2 separate regions of the Sus scrofa genome follow, and region 1 is linked to region 2. A link is a contact called in public Hi-C data. All regions are on one chromosome and are shown on one strand. Each heading gives the region's core, a stretch centred on a gene start, on an enhancer-like site or on the middle of the called end of the contact. The rest is flanking DNA. Distances are from core to core; before and after follow the strand shown. Region 1 has its middle 36 kb from the start of LRRC8B. Region 2 overlaps LOC110260388 (a long non-coding RNA gene).

The links. A called contact is a pair of places that touch in the nucleus more often than the background predicts.
Region 1: a Hi-C map of omental adipose tissue shows a contact between it and region 2, with 1.9 times the contacts expected there. The contact joins two enhancer-like sites. A contact is called at or near these places in 4 of 47 Hi-C or Micro-C datasets (embryonic fibroblasts, liver, mesenteric adipose tissue and 1 more).

What each region holds. Positions count from the first base shown.
Region 1 is chr4:127,170,132-127,174,139 of Sscrofa11.1, forward strand. No RefSeq gene overlaps it. Among named protein-coding and RNA genes, the nearest start is that of LRRC8B, 36 kb to the left of the region's middle. Within about 2 kb of position 1,335, at least 12 of the 83 cell types and tissues checked have an H3K27ac peak or open chromatin away from gene starts, as enhancers often do. A contact at or near this core is called in omental adipose tissue, where this site is marked.
Region 2 is chr4:126,729,748-126,733,693 of Sscrofa11.1, forward strand. LOC110260388 (a long non-coding RNA gene) reads right to left here. Exons shown (of 4, transcript XR_002343635.1): 4 at 3,236-3,946. Among named protein-coding and RNA genes, the nearest start is that of LRRC8D, 150 kb to the right of the region's middle. Within about 2 kb of position 2,659, at least 7 of the 83 cell types and tissues checked have an H3K27ac peak or open chromatin away from gene starts, as enhancers often do. A contact at or near this core is called in omental adipose tissue, where this site is marked.

The DNA of each region.
Region 1 (4,008 bases), core at 85-2,584, 440 kb after region 2:
CATGAGGACGAGCTGCGGCCCCACCCACTCTCACTGCCCAGCTGGGGGCACATCTGTGCTCATTCCTCATTTAGGCCCCCACCCACCCACCCACCCACTCCTCGTAGTCTTGGTCTTTCCAGCTCTTGTCAGGTGGCTTTCAGGCAGTCATCTGAAATTCCTCCAGATCAGGGCATAAATGGTCCCTAAGGCATAATGGCCCGGCCTCCCAGCAAGACTTGCCCTAGAAGAGAAATCTCAGTCTCATACTAAAGATATGGGTCTGCCAGGTAGGCAGTGACCCCTGCCGAGCCCCTGAAACTATAATTCACTTTGCATTTGTGCACAGTGCCAGCTTTAGAACTAAGGAAAGGATGCCAGCAAAAACAAAAAACCTAGACTTGTCATGAATTTTTAAAACGTCCTGTTACCAGGTTACATAGAGTGACTATATACGTATATATGCATATGGAAAGCTCTGGAGGAACCGGTGTGGTTCTGTCCAGTTCCTCCAGCCCCAAAGGGCTCGATTTGCTGTGAGGCCCTCAGTGTACAGTGTGAAGCTTGCTGCCTGTCTCCACTCTGCTCTCCTGGGGGCTTTTCTGCAGGGCAGTGAGGAGACGCCAAGCACAGGAGAGTCCAGCCAGGCTTCGCTGGCTCGAAGCCCACCCAAGGCGGGGGACTCCAAGGCTCATGCTCTTGGATTTGTCCTAGAAAATCACAGCTGCCTACAAGAAAACGTCAGCTGGAAGGCATCTAGCATTCTCCAAGGAAAACACCATTTTAAGTTAGCCTGTCTTTTCTCTTTCTTTCTTTCTTTTATGGCCACAACCACTGCACATGGAAGTTCCCAGGCTAGGGGTCAGATCAGAGCTGTAGCTGCTGGCCTACACCACAGCCACAGCAACGCCAGATCCAAGCCACATCTGCGACCTACACCACAGCTCACGGCGACGCCGGATCCTTAACCCACTGAGCAAGGCCAGGGATCGAACCTGCAACCTCATGGATACTAGTTTGGTTCATAACCCGCTGAGCCGCAGTGGGAACTCCTTGTCAGCCTTTCTGAAAAGTAACCAGTCACCGAAGTGACCCCTTCCAGCTACGTCGGTCCATTTGGAGGAAATATCACTGGACTATCACTTTCAGCTGCAACTGAAAAACTGAAAAACCACCCAAACTGGTGGTTGTTTTGGTTGAATTTTACTCAAGATGATCCAACTTAACCTTTGGAGAAAAAGCTTAGGTCAACGATTAGTCAGCAGCTCGTTTCTGCCAAATGTGAACTAAAGAACCCAAAGCCGTGTTGGCGACCCAGGAGCCAGGGCGACCCAGGACGCGAGGGTCCTGCCGAGGTCAGCTCAGGACTCCGGGCGGGTTTTCGCAGACTCTGCCGATCCCGGCTGCCCACGGCTTAAGCGGGGCGAACTGATGAGCGAAACTCTCCGTGGGTTGGGGACACCGCCCACCATTTCCGAAACGCCCCGACAAGAAAGCCTGGCTCGACGGGGCTCCAGAGGAACACGACCGCACGTCGCAGGGATGCTGGACGTTCCGGACGGGCACTGCTCGCTTCGATGGAGGTCCCAGAGGAAACCGGGGGGCGGGTTTGCCTGGAAGTCCCTCAGGGTGGAGACAACGGCTTAGCTGTCTGGACTCCCTGACGTGCCGCACCTGCCCCGCACGTAGGAAATGCTGAGTCCACATTTGCTAAGGGCTGGGGGTGAGATCAGCCACCAAGGCAGGGGAGCAGCCCGCGTCTGGCTGCACCAAGAGGCCCCTCGGGGTAGAAGGATGTGTGGCTGTAAGTCCACCGAGGGGAAGAGCCTTCTAGCTTCCAGCTCATCGCCTCTGCGCTTGAACCAGAGAGGGTGAAACATAAAAAGCCGTCGATTAGCTTCTCAGACAAGGCGGCTCCCACCCAGCCCTGGAGTCAGAGGAACATCATTATTTAGGAGGGGGTGAAACTGGGAGGAGAAGGGATATGGGAGGCCTGGGGCGGGGGCGGCAGAGAAAGAGGAAGTTCCTTTTTTTTTTTTTTAGTGCTGAACCAGCGACATATGGAAGTTCCCAGGCGAGGGGTCGAATCAGAGCTGCAGCTGCCGGCCTCCACCACAGCCACAGCAATGCCAGATCCGAGCCACATCTGCGACCTACACCACAGCTCACGGCAACACCGGATCCTTAACCCACTGAGCGAGGCTAGGGATCAAACCCGAGTCCTCATGGACACTTGTTGGGTTTGTTACCGCTGAGCCACGCAGGAACTCTGAGAAGGAAGTTCTTTAAGGGAGAAAGGAGTAAGAATGCTTAAGAGGGCAGAAGAGACAGTTCTACCCCACTTCTGGGCCTGCGAGACCATGAGAATAGGCAGACTTCCTGGATTTATGGCCAGAAAGCAGTAAACAAGTGTTTTTGTTTGTTTGTTTTTGTCACCCTGCAGGTTGTGGAAGTTCCCAGACGGGGGGAGGGGGGGTCAGATCCAAGCCGCAGTTGTCACTTACACCCCAGCTTCGGCAACTCTGGATTCCTAACCCACTGTGCCTGGCCAGGGATTGAACCTGTCTCTGCAGAGACACCGCTGACCCCGTTGCACCATGGGGGGGAACACCACATGGTCTCGTTTTGAATCAAACATTCAGTAAGAAGCAGGCAGCATCAGGCATCCAGCCACAGGAAGAGGATGAGAACACATGAAACCATGGACCACATGCACGGGTACTTTCCCCATCGTGTCCCCCGCCCCCCGGTTCCCACTGGACTCCGACCCGGAAGCTCTTCACCTGAGTGTTCCTACCCCCCCTTTTCCTCCCACCTTTTAAAGTTTTACTGAAGTGCCGCTGGTTTACAGTTGTAAGGATTCCTGCCCCTTCTTTTCTTCTCTTCTGCTGCTCTGAGGTCAGAGAAATGGGTTGAAGGAATTTGCAGCGGGAAAAGCCAGGGGCCCGGTGTCTCAAGCCTGGATCGCAAACCTCAGAATCAGCCAGGACCATGGGGCGTGGGCTCTCTGTCTCCGTCACCCCTTTGCTCCCCTGCCCCCCATGGGTGAGGGCCTTTGTGCAAGGCCACGCTGTCATCAGGCCGTAAGAGGAAGAGAATATAAGGAGAAGAATGTGTATCTGTGTGTGACCGAGGCCCTTCAATGTCCAGCAGGAAGGGGCACAACCTTGTAAATGAACTATACTGTAATAAAAAATTTAAAGAAAGAGGTGGTCACCGCTGGCGGAACTGGTGGATCGGCCCCACTCACCCCATAAAGGGGCACCCACGGCCTTGGGCTGCTTCTGCCAGGGGTGGTGGGGGGCCTCCCCAGCCCCGAGCAGCAACTCAGGCCTTTGTGCCCCTTTATCTCAAATGCCACAGTCATTGCTTCCTGAGGTCCCGCCTCCCCCTGGCCCCCGGTTTTCAGGGGCCACGTCTTTCCTTGTTTATTTCCCGTCTCCCAGAGGAATGCTTTTTCTGGGCTGAGATAAGCCCCCCCCTCCTGCTTGCTTGCTTCTTCCAAGACTCTCTGGAATTCCCTTCTCATTTTTATCTCCTCCACAAACCTTCGGAATTCTCCCATGGGCCTGGCCTTGTGCAGCAAGACCTGGAGACTGTTGCTTTTGGCTCTGCTACAGACCCTGCAGAAAGCAACGGAACACAGAGCCAGCGACGCGTGTGGAGAGGAAGGGGGTGGGGGGAGGCACTCCTGAATTAAAGGCTAAAATACCTTTTAAAAGTATATAGATATTTGGAAGTGCTCTAATCCCAAATACTCATCATAACATAAAGAAAGGAACTTTCTGGTCCTTGAAGGGAGCTATTAAGAGACAGGACCTACGGGGCCTCAGAAGCCACCGTGTATGTAGTTTTCCCCGAGTGAATACAAACTCCCCCGAGGACAAGACCCTGGAATATTTGGTTTGCTGACCCCTATTTCTTGCCATCTCGCACCAGGCGGATATCTCTTTATTCTGGACTTCCTCCCTTTTTCATTTTACTAGTAGCGCGTTCTGGTGGATCAGAATTCCTTACATCTGTCTTCTT
Region 2 (3,946 bases), core at 1,409-3,908:
AATAATATATGCTATTTGCCACCAATAGAATGGCTAAAATTAAAAAGACTAACAAGTCAAGTACTGGCAAAAATACAGGTAGCTGGAACTCTACCACCCTGCTGGTAGGGATGTAAAATGGCCCAACCACTCTGGAAACCAGTTTGCAGGTTCTGATGCAGTCCACACCCCAGAAAAATAGAAACGTGTGTGTGCTAGGACTTCGATGCAAATGTTCAGAGTCCCTTTATTCACGATGTCCAAAAACTGGAAGCATTTGTTCATCAGCACGTGAGTGGACAAGCAGATTGTGACACATCCGACCCGTGAAACGCTGCTTAGCATTATGAAGAAAGGAACGCAAAGGATTGCAAGCCACTGCTTGGTGAATCTCAAAAACACCATGCTAAGCGAGAGAAAGCAGACTCGAAAAAGTACTAGTATATAATTCCACTTACACAAAATTCTAGAAACTGTAAACCAATCTATGGTAACAGAAAGCAGAGCGACAATTCCCCGGAGCCAGGGCTCCGGGTGGATCACGAGGAAGCTCCCCGAGGTGATGAATATGGGCTATCACTTGACTGCGGTGTCGGCTACACGGGTGGAGACTCGTCAAGACTCATGGCATTGGACATTCTAATGAGCTCAGTTTATTATATATAAATTGTACTTCAATAAAGTTAATGGTAAAAATGAGCAGTAATACAATTTATCTTCTAAAATGATCAGAGAGCTGCTACGATGTTGCAGAATTAATTATAATTGCACAGAATTGGAAGCAACCAAATATGAATTAACAGATACTTAGTAAAATTAGTCAAAATGAAACTATACTGTAGAACACTTTGTAGTCATGCAGTTGCGGTAGTTCTGGTTTTTTGTTTTTTCTGGGTTGGTTGTTTGTTTTGGCTTTTTAGGACCATACCTGTGGTATATGGAGGGTCCCAGGCGAGGGGTCGAATGGGAGCTGCAGCTGCCAGCCTACACCACAGCCAAAGCAATGCAGCATCTGAGCCGCGTCTGCAACCTACACCACAGCTCCTGGCAGCGCCAGATCCTTGACCCACTGAGTGGAGCCAGGGATCGAACCCGAATCCTCATGGATACTAGTCAGGTTTGTTACCCCTGAGCCACAACTGGGAACTCCCAGTTCTGTATCTTTGATATAGATGTTTATGACATATAAACTGGAAAGGGAGGTTGCTTAGCAGTGTGATCTAATTTACATAAATATAGTCTATATACTTGCGTATATTTATATGCATGACAATTTCCTAGGGACCTACACAAGACCATTGAATGTTTAACTGGGGGGTTAACTATGGGGTGAGACACTTACAAAGGGATTTTCCACTTTCGCATTTTTCAGTGTTGAATCTTTATAGTAAGCGAGTTTTACATGCGTAATCAGCAGAAACGACAGTGACAGTTCCACTGGGAAAAGCAAAAGGCATTTGGGGATGGCCTGGAACCTTCCAGGCATCATCACGAACACCAGTCACTTTGTCCTCTCCAGGTGGAGAAGGGCCGACTCATGGGGATTTCTAGTTAACTGGATACCAGTGAGCCTGGCTTTACTATATGTTAGCAAGGGAAGCATTTTGCTTGGTCCTCCCAACAGTAGGCTGAAGGACACATGTCATTGAATCTGTGTCCTTGGTAACCAGAAACACCCGGTAACCAGACTTGGCAAGGTAGGCGGCTCCATCCTCGTCACTTCCTCTATTTCTCCAAAAGATGCGGGGAGTATCTTCAGGTCTGCCTCTGTCCCCCTTTACGACGGCTCCCGCTTTGAAGACCAAAGCACGGCAGCACAGCTTTCTCTGCAGATCCTTGCAACTTTTTCTTGAGGAGACAAACACTTTGGCAACCCTAAATGCTCAGACAAAACACCCAAGGCATCCCTGACATGACAGGCAATGTCAGGGCAATCGGGGAAACCACAGCTCCGTGCGGCTTTGTCCTCAGAAGAGACTTGCAAAACCCTGCCGTCTTCATGTGTCTTCTCAACGCTGCAATTAAACCTTCCCCTAGCGCTCCCCACAGCTCCCCAAGTCTAGACACCGTAATTTTCATGAAAATTTCTCCAATGTCCTAATTAACAGAGAAGGGGAGAGAAGTCCTGGACAAAGAAGACAGCCGGGACCCCAGGAGTGCCCCCCACCAGTGCCAATGGAGGGCTGGCCAGAGACAGGGGAGCACGATTCAGCTCTTGCTTCTCGTCCCCATCGCCCTAGCTTTGCCCTTCCCGTATTCTTCTCAAAGGACACATCAGCCCTTGGCTTCTGCCTGGCCTGCCCCGGTGATCTCCCTGCCCCACTGCAGAAGTCGGCGGGTCGCCTCTGCCACACCAACACATCCCACCCTGCGGCGTGACCTGGAAAAGTCATTCGCCTTCGTGAATACCCTGTGACCCTTTTCCCTAAGCTTCAGGGTCTTTTTCTTGACAACCTAAGTGTGAGCAACCTGAGCCCACTCACCTAGGCTCCCCGGGTGTCCATGTGGGGATAGAGGCCTGGGAAACAGGTGTCTCTGCAGCCCCGCTCCCCCACCCCGTGCTTGAAGGTGGCACCGGTGAGCTGGGCAGCAGCCGGCTGTCCCACGCCTGTGCCCCGCCCTCCTTCAGCTATCTCCTCTGTGAGTCAGGGAGTTCCAGGGGTCCCCACCCAGACGCAGCTCTGCCAAGGTCGGGGCCACCTCTCCCACAAAGGGCCTGGTGTTTACCAGCAGCTACAGGATGTTGTGTTACGAGCCAAAATTCCCCAGCAGTTGAACTCTGTGGGCTGATCTGCCCAGCCCCTCCCGGGAACTCACACCCAGCGTCTCATTACCTCTGCCCACTCTCTGCCGCCTCTCTCTTTTCAACTCTGCATTGTTGGGGTTTTATATTTTTTATTTATTCTTTTTTTTTTTTTTTTTTTTTTTTTGTCTCTTCTAGGGCCGCACCCATGGCATGTGGAGGTTTCCAGGCTGGGGGTCGAATCGGAGCCGTAGCCACCGGCCTTCGCCAGAGCCACAGCAACGCGGGATCCGAGCCGCGTCTGCGACCTACACCACAGCTCACGGCAACACCAGATCTTTAACCCACTGATCCAGGCCAGGGATGGAACCCGCAACCCCATGGTTCCTAGTCGGATTTGTTAACCACTGAGCCATGATGGGAACTCCCTCAACTCTGCATTGCTTTTTAAATGTCCTGTCTACTTTTCTCTTTCTCTTTGAAGAAACGTAGAGAGAAAGACAAAGACCATGTGCTATCACCTATGTGGAATCTAAAAACACGTATATACACAAATGAACAGAAACAGACCCACAGACACAGAAAACGCTTACCCACTGCGGGGAAGGGGCGAGAGGTTAAATTAAGAGGTCGGGCTGCACACACACACACACTACAGTATAGGAAATAGATGAGCAATGAGGATATGCTGTGTAGACCGGGGACCTCGACTCAATAGCTTATAACAACCTCTGCGGGAAAAGAATATGAAAAAGAACATACCTCTTCCTACACACATGAATCCCGTGGCTGTGCATGCGAATCTACCACGACGCTGTAAATCAGCTGTGCTCCAAGAAAATGAAAACGAAAGGTAGAGAGGGCCGTGGTGAAAAGGTGGACAGGAGAGGCTCTGAACAGAGGAAGAGGAGGGGTCGTCTCTTATCTGCCACTCATTCCACACACACACACACACACACACACACACACACACACTGTCCCACACTCACAGTCCACGCACCCGCAGTCCTGTGGGACCCCGGGCACAGGACTCCTGGCTGCCCTGACCCCTCCTCCCTCAGGAAAGCAGGAGCTGCCCATCCCCGAGCTGTCCGCACTGGTTACTTGCTTTCTGCCGCTGTTTTTCTCTTTAGATGAATGGCCAGGCTGTCTGAGAAGCCAGATGGGTCAAAATGGCTTGGGGTTATCCCTTTCTGATAATAATATCGCTAGTATAATATTGTC